Linked DNA regions of Rattus norvegicus: region 1 is linked to region 2. Evidence: chromatin contacts called from public Hi-C data. All regions are on one chromosome and are shown on one strand. Each heading gives the region's core, a stretch centred on a gene start, on an enhancer-like site or on the middle of the called end of the contact. The rest is flanking DNA. Distances are from core to core; before and after follow the strand shown. Region 1 holds the start of Ebpl (EBP like). Region 2 has its middle 5.4 kb from the start of Arl11.

Region 1 (5,637 bases), core at 674-3,173, 53 kb before region 2:
CGAAGCTGATTGTGCTGCAAAAACAGGTTAATTGGGCAGGTTGGCTGAAAAACCTGGAGGTGGGAAAAGTCTGTACACAAGGCATTGTTGGAAGCACAGAAGGATGTGGTCAAAGACCAGTGGAGAGAAGGATTAATCGGGTGTATATGGGTTAGATATCTGCCACTCACAGAGGCCAGAAGAGGACACTGGGACCCCTGGCTATTGGAGTTATGGACAGCTGTAAACTGCCATTTGAATGCTGGCAGCCAAACGGGGTCTTATGCAAAAGCAGTTAAGTGCTCTTCACTGCCAAACCATCCATTTGATGCTTCCGCCCCTAATATCAATCTTCTATTATCCTTCTTGTATGTTGATTTCCCATTTTCTTCACAAAATGCTGAAGTCCTCTGAATGACTAGCAGGCAGTGAGATCTCTAGCTATCAGCCTCTCCCTGACTATTAGTTACAAGAGTTCATTGCTCTTCTTGCCGCTGTGATAAAAAATACACTGACAGAAGCAATCTAAGAGGTGGTTTGCTTTGGCTCCCGGGTTTGTGGTTAGTCCATCATGGCAGGAGAAATCGTGGTGGCAGGGGCTGGAGGTAGCTACTGATCCATGCAGTCAGGAGGCAGAGTGAGGCATGCTGGTGCTTACCTTGCTTCTCCTAGCCAGTCAGCCCTGGGCCCACCCTAAAGAACAGGTCCACAGGTAAGGCATGCCTTCCTATCTTAATTAACCTAGAGAACCCTTCATAGGCATCCGCGGGTAGTCTCCCAGTTCATCTTAAATCCTGTCAAATTCACAACTAAACGTCGAGAAAATTTGATAAGAGAAAATGTAGTTAAGCACACTGACCACATTAAGGAATAATTGGTTTTCTGTTACAGGACTGGCAGGACTGGCTCTGCTCTCTTAGCAGTTCTTGGATTGGACAACTGGTATTTGCCAGATCCTATAATAGGTGCCAAGGATCCCACACCAGACACAGTCACAGCCTCTGCCCTTGTGAAGTTTATATTCTAGTGTAAGTGAGTAGTAATATAGAGTAAAGAGAGAATGTCTGCCAATGTTATCTGCCACGAGTATTATAGTAGAGGAAGTGGCTGGGCGGAGGTTTTTGAACATATGCCAACAATCTTTTCAGCCTTGCTAAGATACACATAACAAAGTTCACCCTCCTAGCCAGACATTTTTAAAGCGCAGAAGTGCTCAGTTTGCTCACACTGCCAGAGCCAACCTGCAGAAATGTCCTCTGTTGCAAAGTTGGAATTAACTCCGTTAAACAACTGCCTTCCCCTTTCCCAGAATCTACCCCATCCCCGAAACCTAGGAATCTAGTGGTTGCTAGGCAAGTGCTATGCCGCTGAAGCATGTTCCCAGAGGAGGCAAACAGCATTTGACTTTTGAGGGTTAAGTATCAGAAATAGAGTCGGTCATCTGCATGGAATTTAAAAGCTTGGAAGAGTGGGGGCAGGGTTCCTGCCTGGAGTTGCTACCCTTAGGAGGTCGAGACAGATAGTAACATTGAACTTGATCAGCCTGGGCTGTATACTAATTAACATTTTAGCTTGCACTACAAAGACTACTCAAACACGAGACAATGGTTGAGAGGCCGTTAATGACTTTGCTTGGGCCTCCTTGGCAAGACTTGGTAAGCCTCTTTCGAATTTTTTGTTTCAAGATTTACCATCTCCGGACAAAAATCCTCACCGTTTGGACGTCACTTTGTGGCTCAACCTTTTGAACCTCGTTTGACGTCAGACTTACTGTATCTTTTGGAGGCAGCTAAATATGTAAAGCATGAACCTGGTCCAGGAACCATTAGGACCGAAATGTGCTGCTCAGGCAGGGCAATGGGCCGGAAGGCCGGGCCCCTCGGAGGCCCGCCCACGAGAAGCTCCGCCCACGAGCGGATAGCACGCTAGCTCCCGGCTCGATCCGGTGTGCTGTGGAACCATGGGCGAGCGTTGGGCGCTGGGCCCGGCGGCAGGGTCCTCGTTGCTGTTGTGCTCAGCGCTACTGGCGGCGGGGTGCACGCTAGGCCTGCGTCTGGGCCGCGGGCGGAGCGCGGTGGAGCGTTGGGTGCTCGCCTGGCTCTGCTACGACTCACTGGTGCACTTCGTGCTGGTAAGTGTCGCAGCGTCGCCGCCTGCCTCGGGCTCCGCCCGAGTGAAGAGGAGTGGGAGCCCCGCGGCCCTGATGTCTCTGGCGCCCAGTAGGCGCAGCCTTAGGCCTTGATGGAGACCCCAGTTCATATGGAGCGCCCTACTCCCCAGGGACTGCCTGGTCTATCAAATGAATTGAGAATCAAACTGAGAATTGCTAGGATTTCTCCTCCTCCTCCCTCTAAACTTGATTTAACCGTTTAGTTCAAACATATCTAGAAATCCATTTCTTGTAGGTTTCCTAATTTTATAGAATATAGGTTTTTAAAATATGTCCATACAATTTTCTGAAATTTTTTGATGTCTGTAACTTCTTTTTCATCCCTAGTTTTATTAATTTGGTTCTTCTGTCTTTTCATTAGTTTGGCAAAGGGTTTGTCAATCTTATTAATCTTTTGTAATAATCTGTCCTATTGATTCTCTTTTGTTATTCTTATTTTATTACTTCCTCCCTTGCTTTAGTATGTCTTGCAGTCTACTGCTTTGAACTTTGGGCTATTCCTGCTTTTCCAAACTCTCGAGGTGCATCATTAAGTTATTTGTTCAGGCTTCCTGACTTTCTTTTTTTAATGTAAGCACTATAATGTGAAGCTATAACCTTCCCTCTTAGGAGTTTTCATTTAATTCTGAGATCTTTTAAAAACTTCCCCTGATTTATTCAACCGCCTGTTCATTATTCAATAATCTGTCGTTCACTCTTCCTTAGTGTATGCATTTCCAGTTTATGTCCTCAAGATACAGGCAAAATGCAACCAGAGTCTTTACCAGGCTACAGCCTGAATGGGCTCTAGCCCAGTTTGCAGTAGAGGTCTTCCTCCCCTCTGGAATCTCATGACCCAGGTTTCTACTGTCTTCATTTCTCTCAGTAACTTTATCTTCCAAACTTTTACCAGACTGTTCTAATTAAACTTTTCTTAGAACATCGTTGAGCTTCTGTAGAGCTTTTCTAGCCCTAAGTTTCAAACCGTTCACATTCTTATAACTCAGTTCCAAAGGCCCAAGAACCTTGTGGTCAGGTTGACCAAGTTTCTGTTTAGTTACTGGTATTATTGCTGCAGTAAGATCCCGAGGAGAGAAAGTTAAGGAAGGGTTCGTTCCGACTGGCTGTTAGGGACTCTATTCCACTGTGGCGGGGAAGGCATGGCAAGAACAGGAGGCAGCCTTTGCGCAGGAGGCTACAGTCAGGAAGTAGAGAGCAGTAGATACGTTCTCTGTATTTAGCCCAGGCCCCAGGGAGGGAGCCACTCAGATGTAGAGAGGGTCTTTTCACTTCAGTTAACCTAGTATAGACAATCCCTGACAGGGAAGTGTTTCCATGGTGACCATAGATCCCATCAAATTGACAGCTGATGGTGGAGATTGAACATAACCTGGCCATCAGGTTCACCTGAAAGAAAATGAATAACTCCTTTTTCACTCACTTGCTGGCAGGAGTTGGGGCGGCATGCAGCTGCTATAGCATTGCATATGGGGAGCAGTGGACAGAGTCAGAGTCACTTCTGGCCTTCCCACTGCTGGGTTGTGGGGATCGAACTCAGGCAGAAGGGCCTTTATCCCCAAGCCATCTCGATGGTCCCTCAGCCCACTTTATATCAGTGCAGGGGCACACAGGCAGTTCTGATGTCTGACTCCTCCCGGTTTCTAAAAATATAATCGTAAATACTTTTTTTGACAAGATCTGACCTACTCGACATCTGAACAGTCCACTATCTTAATAAACACACAGTTTAGCCATCATTTACTTCTGAGGATTGCCAGTTAAATGAAAGCCAATGCCAAGCGCTTACACAAAGATGAGATTCCTTATTTCCTAATAGTTAATGCGAAAGTTATTTCCCTCAAAGCCTTTGCTTAAAGAATTAATTTTTAAGCGAACACTTGAGTACACATAATCCCCCAAGGAGCAAAGGCAGTAAAACAGGTACAGGGTGTGTGTGTTACCCCAGCACTTGGGAGCCAGAGGCAGAAAGATGAGAATTCCAAAGCTCTCTTTGACTACATAGTAAATCAAACATTCCAGAAATATGAAAGTATAAAGATTTTCAAAAAATTTATTTGTCCACCACCCAGTTTAAGTTAACTTCTCAAACACAGATACAGTAACATGACACAGGCCTCCATTCATGGTACTTTGAGTCCTGGTCTGATGTAGGGAATTAGTCTCCCCTGACCCCCTTCCAGGTCTAGAGGAAGCCTCCTATAGAGCCTGTGGTTTGCCTGCTCTGTTGTGATGGCCCTGGCTTAGCTTTTCCCACCTAAGGCGTACCTTTCTCCACCAATGGAAGTGACCACTCACATGAACCACTTGAGCGATCCCTTAATCTCTCTGAAACTGAGACACAGCCCTCAGAATCTCATTGGCCCACATTAATGGAGTTTAATCATTTCTGGAATGTTTTAGCTATATATTTTCTGTTAAGTGGGATCTGGTATTTGTTTATTTTTGACACAGGGTCTCATGTTGGCTTTGAATTTACTATGCAGCCAAAGAGAGCTTTGGAATTCTAATCTTTCTGCCTCTGGCTCCCAAGTGCTGGGGTAACATACACACACTGTACCTGTTTTACTGCCTTTGTCCCTTGGGGGATTATGTGTACTCAAGTGTTTGCTTAAAAATCAATTCTTTAAACAAAGGCTTCAAGGGAAATAACTTATTAGTGGACATTTTTTGCTGTTACTGACAATGCTTTGGGCAGAGTCTTTGGACACCAACTCGGGTATTCAAAAATATAGGATATGTTGATACTGCAAAGAAGCCTTGAGGAGGACCGAGTGCCCTCACACTCTTGAGCTGCCTTCATTACCTCCCTAAGCCTCCCAAGTTTGCTCTCTGCCACCAAACTAAGATCGTGTCTCTGGGACAGAGGTTTAAACCATGCATTCCCAAGGGCAGTTCACCTCAGGTGTCCAACCAGAGTGTTCCAAGTAATCGTGAACATCAACCTGACTAGATTCAGAATTTCCTGGAGGTGTGTAGAGCTCACCTCTGTGTGTATCAGTGAAGGCATCTCTGAAAGGGTTTCCTCGGATAAGGCGGTGCCATCCTAAAGACTAGGGACTGAGGTATTGGGACACAGGAGGAAGCTGGAGTAGAGGCCTTCACAGACACAGTCTCTGCTTCTTGGTTACCTTGCTCTGCTCAGCCACCCCCACCGGAATGCCAAAGAAATCTTCACCCAAGTGTCCCAGTTGTGAAACGTCAGTAATAAATGCTTCCAGTGCTTTGGCACATTGCTTTGTCCTGTCACTGAGAGCAGGGTGGGTGCAGGGTGTCCTGCAGTCTGAGCACAGCCTTCTAGACATGGCCAGAAGACGAGGCAGGAGGGTTATGCCTAGGTGTGGGGAAAATCCAACAGAGGTCAGACAGGGAAGCTACTGATGGTCTAGCTGAGGAGGGAGCTGGGATGGCAGGTAGTAAATGTGACTTATGTAGTGGGAAGGATTTGAGTAAGAGCCCAGTGTGGCTGGTGTTACAGCATTCCCCGTTTG
Region 2 (5,103 bases), core at 674-3,173:
TTCTGGGAATTGAATCCAAGTCGTCAGACTCAGGGGCAGGCACCTTCGCATGTCACACTGTCTCGTGGGTCCTCTCGCATGCCGGTAAACATGCATTTGTGCCTTCTGCAGGCTTCCTAGATGGCCAGCCTCAATAGGACATGGCTGCTCTGTTGCCCCTGCTTTCTAGTGCTGACCACAAACATAGCTTTCCCAGAAGCCACACATCTGCAGCAAACGCTCTGGAAGAAATACTTCTCAATCCGTAGTACCTGGAGGCAGTGCTGCCCTCCCCCAGGGCCAGGTCTCCACTGCTCCTTACCTTGCTGGCCTTGTTCTGGTCTGAGTTGCTGCTCTGAGTACTTACTGACTGGAGGAGAGAGATGGCCTACACCTTTGAAGCTCTGGGCACATTCAGCTCTGCTTTTGGCTGCCTGGACCATTTTGATATCCATCTGATGAGCTTAGTGGGGAAGAGCCATGACTTTTATAGCAGTCATGGCTATCACTGTGGTCTTTCCTTTCTTTGCCTTCTTGCCTGAGCAGCGTTATGAATCCACAACATCCTCCATGTCTGCGTTCAGCTGGGTGCATACTTAACATCCTGTTTGCCAATTACAGCTCAGGCTAATTATAGCTATGTTCCCCATGGTTGTAATCAGAGTATATATACACTCTTGGGTTCTGATTTCTTTCATTTAAGATTGTATTGAAAATTATGTGATTTTACTCCAGTCTCCAGCAAAAATAGTGTAATGTCTTCACATTATACTGTCGAGGAGTATGTGGACCATTGTCCTCTGAGCTCAGTAATGATTACACTCTTAAACTGAGCAGCTGTATTGCCTACAAGCCTCCCTCAGAACGGGATCTGTTGACATTCCTTCATAGGGGGTAGGGAGACCCATGAGGCCTTCACTTGTGATTCTAACCACTGCGTCCTATGCCTCCTTATTTCTACTCCAGCTGTTCATGGCCAGGGCAATGCTTGAGTATACTGTGGTGGTCTGAATATGCTTGGCCCATGGGAAGTGCCACCATTAGGAGGTGTGGCCTTGTTGGAATGGGCGTGGCCTTGTTGGAGGACGTTCATCATTGTAGTGGAGGGCTCTGAGGGCTCCTAGTGCTCAGGCTGTGCCTGGCATGGAAGAGAGAGCCTCCTTCTCCTGACTTTCTTCAAATCAGGATGTAGAACTCTTGGCTCCTCTAACACCAAGGCTGGCTGCATGATGCCATGCTTCCCATCACGATGATAATGGACTGAACCTCTGAAACTGTAGGCCAGCCTCAATTAAATGTTTACCTTTATAAGAATTGTTTTGGTCATGGTGTCTCTTCACAGCCATAAAACTCAAACTATGACATATACCAAGTATAGACCATTGACTAAAAAATGGAGTCCATCAATGCCTCTGTAGGGAAGTCTCCCTTCATGCTGAGGTGAGACTTGTGGTGACACTGCTCTTTGGGGACCACTCCTGTCAGTGACTCCTTATGCATGCATCTATAAGTGAGATAAATAAACTCTACTGCACCAAGCCATACTTGAATGGATTGTGATTTGGCCTGTGTTGATAATCCGAGGCGAAGAGACATCAGTTCATCCCTACAGGAAAGCTCCATCCAGCAATGTCATTTATTGTTGAAGTCTACAATAGCCAACAACCCCTCCCCCCGAAAACAAATAATCTGAATTAAAGAATTACTTCACCAGACAGATTGCAGGGCTGCAATTCTGGGACAGAGAGAATGAACTCTACCTGTCACTTAGAACCTCGACCTATCGTTGTTGCTGTATCCCTTCTGCTTTGATTTTAGATGTTGCTTATACTGCCTTTTCCCTCTTTTGTTATAGGCTAGACCTTTCAGTGACCAGTTCTGTGACACTACAATTGAGTTGTTGTTTTTTGAGCAGTGACAGGAGGCAGTGAAGAGAATGCTGACCATCATGGCTATGCCTCTATCAGCTGCTAATCATCGACTCCTTTGTGTTCCCTAACCCTTTCTCCTTTGTGTTCTGTTAGCCCTTTCTTCTTTATCTCATCATCAGAACAGGCACATGAAGTCTGAGGCCACAGTGCACCCTGCTGCATACGTGGAGCTGCATTCCAGATTGGCTCAGGTTCGTGAAGGAATTCATCTTTCGACGTTTCTGTTCATCATTAGATGGGTGGTTTGTCCTTATACAGAGTGAATTATCTGCCCCTGAGTGAAGTTAAGAGCAGGAAGAAAGAATGGTGGCTGTCCTCTCCTGTCACTGTGTGTGTGCCCACACATTCTGTCACTGTTATCTCAGTGGCCAGAGCAAGAAATGTCTTCTCTTATCTTGGCTATGTTCATGTTCTCTAAGAGCACTGTTCCTATCTCTTGGTGTCTGAATAAAACAGTGCTACTTTTTGCAAGAAGAAAGCAGGAGAGGTGTTAGGTAGAAAACACTATTGCTGCTTGTTAAGGCCTAGGCAACTGTTGCCTGTCTAGCCAGTCATTACTAATGACTGCTACTAATGTTACAAGGAAACTTTTCTTGTGTGCTGTCACTAGGAAACTTTCTCATGCCTGAGTTGAATGCATATTCTGTTATGTTGTGTGCTTTGTTGTTCTTGGAAAACAATCACAATAAAGTCAGTCAGGACTGCTTTGTCTAGTTACCCACAATAAGCTTGGACCTGAACCAACCACCCAGCAGCACTTCCTGCACCTATGTGCGAGCTTTTATGGTTTCTTGCCTTTATAAGCTGGCCCCTGGGATGGACCCCCAAAACACCATGGGAACTGACATCCTGCTTAACAGAAAGACATGTACATCCCGGTTGGCAAGTTAAGACATGAGTGTTAGGCAAGACAAGTCTCCAGCCACAGTTCAATACCCCAACCAGTGAGAGCAGGATAAAGGAACAACAAAGACACGTTTCTAAGGAAATCCCTTATCCTGATTGGTGCAATAACTTGGCACAGATGTTTGTGAATTTCAGGCTTAAAAGGCTCTATAGGATTCTAGTTGGACTTTACAATTCAGCTCCCGAGTCTGGACTGCATCGCTGATCAATGTCCTGGAGAGTGCATTCAATAAAGCAGCCCTGTTTGACTGAGATCAGTGTCTGAGTGGTTTGTGTGGTGACTCCTAGACCCCAAGACTGCATCCTTCCCTCTACCATGTTCCGTGTTAGCTTTCTCTGTCTCTGTCTCTCTGTCTCTGTCTCTGTCTCTGTCTCTCTCTGTCTCTGTCTCTGTCTCTCTCTCTCTCTCTCTGTGTGTGTGTGTGTGTGTGTGTGTGTGTGTCTCTCTTCCCTCTCTCTTCTTTTTTCTTTTGTTTGTTCGTTGCTGTTGTTTCCCAATCATGGCTGTCCTGGAACTCACTCTGTAGACTAGGTTGGCCCCAAACTCACAGATCTGAGTGCCGAGATTAAGGGTGTGTAGTAGTACCACCACCAGTCCCATGTTAGCTTTTCTTTACACAAGGTAATGTTTTTCCAAAACCACTGTCCCCATGGCCTATGTTAACAGTGTGTATAGCCGTAAGTATGCATATATACACATGTGTGTGCACATGTGTATTTGAAGCTGTGTCTTAGGTGCTTGTTCCTGGTGTGGCATCATGATCCAATTAAAAAGAAATCAAAAGGAAGGTGTTCCTTCCTCTACAGAGACCTACATAAGATCTCACTGTGTAGCCCTGGCTGGCTTGAAGTGTACTATGTAGACCAGGCTAATCTCGAACTCACATAGACTACCTGCTTCTGCCTCCTGAGTGCTGGGTTCTAAGTGTGTGCCACTCACAGAACTTGTGGGAGTGGCCAACCAATGCTTGGTTTAACTTGAAGCCCACACCATGAGATGGAATTCATGCTCTACACTGCCTCTTGCATAGGAACTGGGCACTGGCTAACACAGAGACCTAGGGTAGAACCAAACGCAAATGGCAAAAATAAAGTAAAATAAAACCAATGAAATGACTCCTAATGATACTCTGCTGTACTCATAGACCAGTGCCATCTCCAGTTGTCATCAGAGAGGCTTCTGGCCGCAGGTTGCAGAGACCCACACCAGGAGAGAGAATCTAAACTTAAGATCTCCACTGGGTCCCTCCTCTAGGAGACTGGGGAATCCTGCAGAGGAGAGGGAGGAAAGATTGGAGGAGTCAGAGGGACAGAGGAGGCCAGGAGAACATGGCCTACTGAATTAATTAAGCAGGGTTTATATGGGCTCACAGAGACTGAAGCAGCAAGCCTGGGGCCTGCATATGTCTGCGCCCTGTCCTCTGTGATATGTAATGGCTGGTGGCTTCGTGTTTTGCCGGGGACTCCTAGGAGCGGGAGGTGCATGCATCCCTGTGCTGCTGAATGTTCTGCACTCCGCCCTCTGTAATCACTGCACACATTGACAAGGCTCTGTCTGTTTTGGAACCTGGCTGAGATGGACTGGCAGGCTCCCTACTGAGAGAGGGACTGCAGCTACTTTGAAGGTGATCCAAGGAATAAGAACCAGCACTTTGTCCTCACTCCATGTTTTCCGACTCACTTTACTTTATTAGTCTATGATCCCATGGATCCTCTGGTGATATAAAATAAGGAAGCAATTTTTTTCTTTTTGGTTTTGGCATCTGGTGATTGAACCTGGAGCCTTCTGAAAGCTAGCCAAGTGTTCTAGATATGCAGTGAACTGACCCAAATACTCCCTCTCGGAGGGCAAGCTACCAACGGATGAATGGATAGTGAAAGTTAGCACATTTACACAACAAAATGTCATTCAACTTCTAAAAAATAAAATTATGAAATTTACAGGAAAATGACAGACTCATCTTAAGTGAGGGAACCCAGACCAGAAAGACAAACATGTTTTTTCTACGTGGATGTTAGCTTCTAAGCTTTATATATGTGTGTTTCAATAGAAATAACCACAGAGGCTAGGTATATAGTAAGGAACCATGGAGGATGATCTTCCAAGGAAGGGGGAAGAGAATATAACGTTATAAAGAAATAAAGGCGGGGGCTGGAGAGATGGCTCAGCGGTTAAGAGCACTGGCTGCTCTTCCAGAGGTCCTGAGTTCAAATCCCAGCAACCACATGGTGGCTCACAACCATCTGTAATGAGATCTGATGCCCTCTTCTGGTGTGTCTGAAGACA

What was found. Hi-C and Micro-C count contacts between places; a contact is called where the count stands out from the background.
Region 1: a Hi-C map of Schwann cells shows a contact between it and region 2, with 4 times the contacts expected there. The contact joins the promoter of Ebpl here to the enhancer-like site in region 2. A contact is called at or near these places in 2 of 12 Hi-C or Micro-C datasets (Schwann cells and hepatocytes).

The regions. Positions count from the first base shown.
Region 1 is chr15:39,703,823-39,709,459 of GRCr8, reverse strand. Ebpl (EBP like) reads left to right here and starts at 1,923. Exons shown (of 4, transcript NM_001108381.1): 1 at 1,923-2,110. The coding sequence starts at 1,940.
Region 2 is chr15:39,651,536-39,656,638 of GRCr8, reverse strand. No RefSeq gene overlaps it. Among named protein-coding and RNA genes, the nearest start is that of Arl11, 5.4 kb to the left of the region's middle. Within about 2 kb of position 1,923, at least 1 of the 93 cell types and tissues checked has an H3K27ac peak or open chromatin away from gene starts, as enhancers often do. A contact at or near this core is called in Schwann cells, where this site is marked.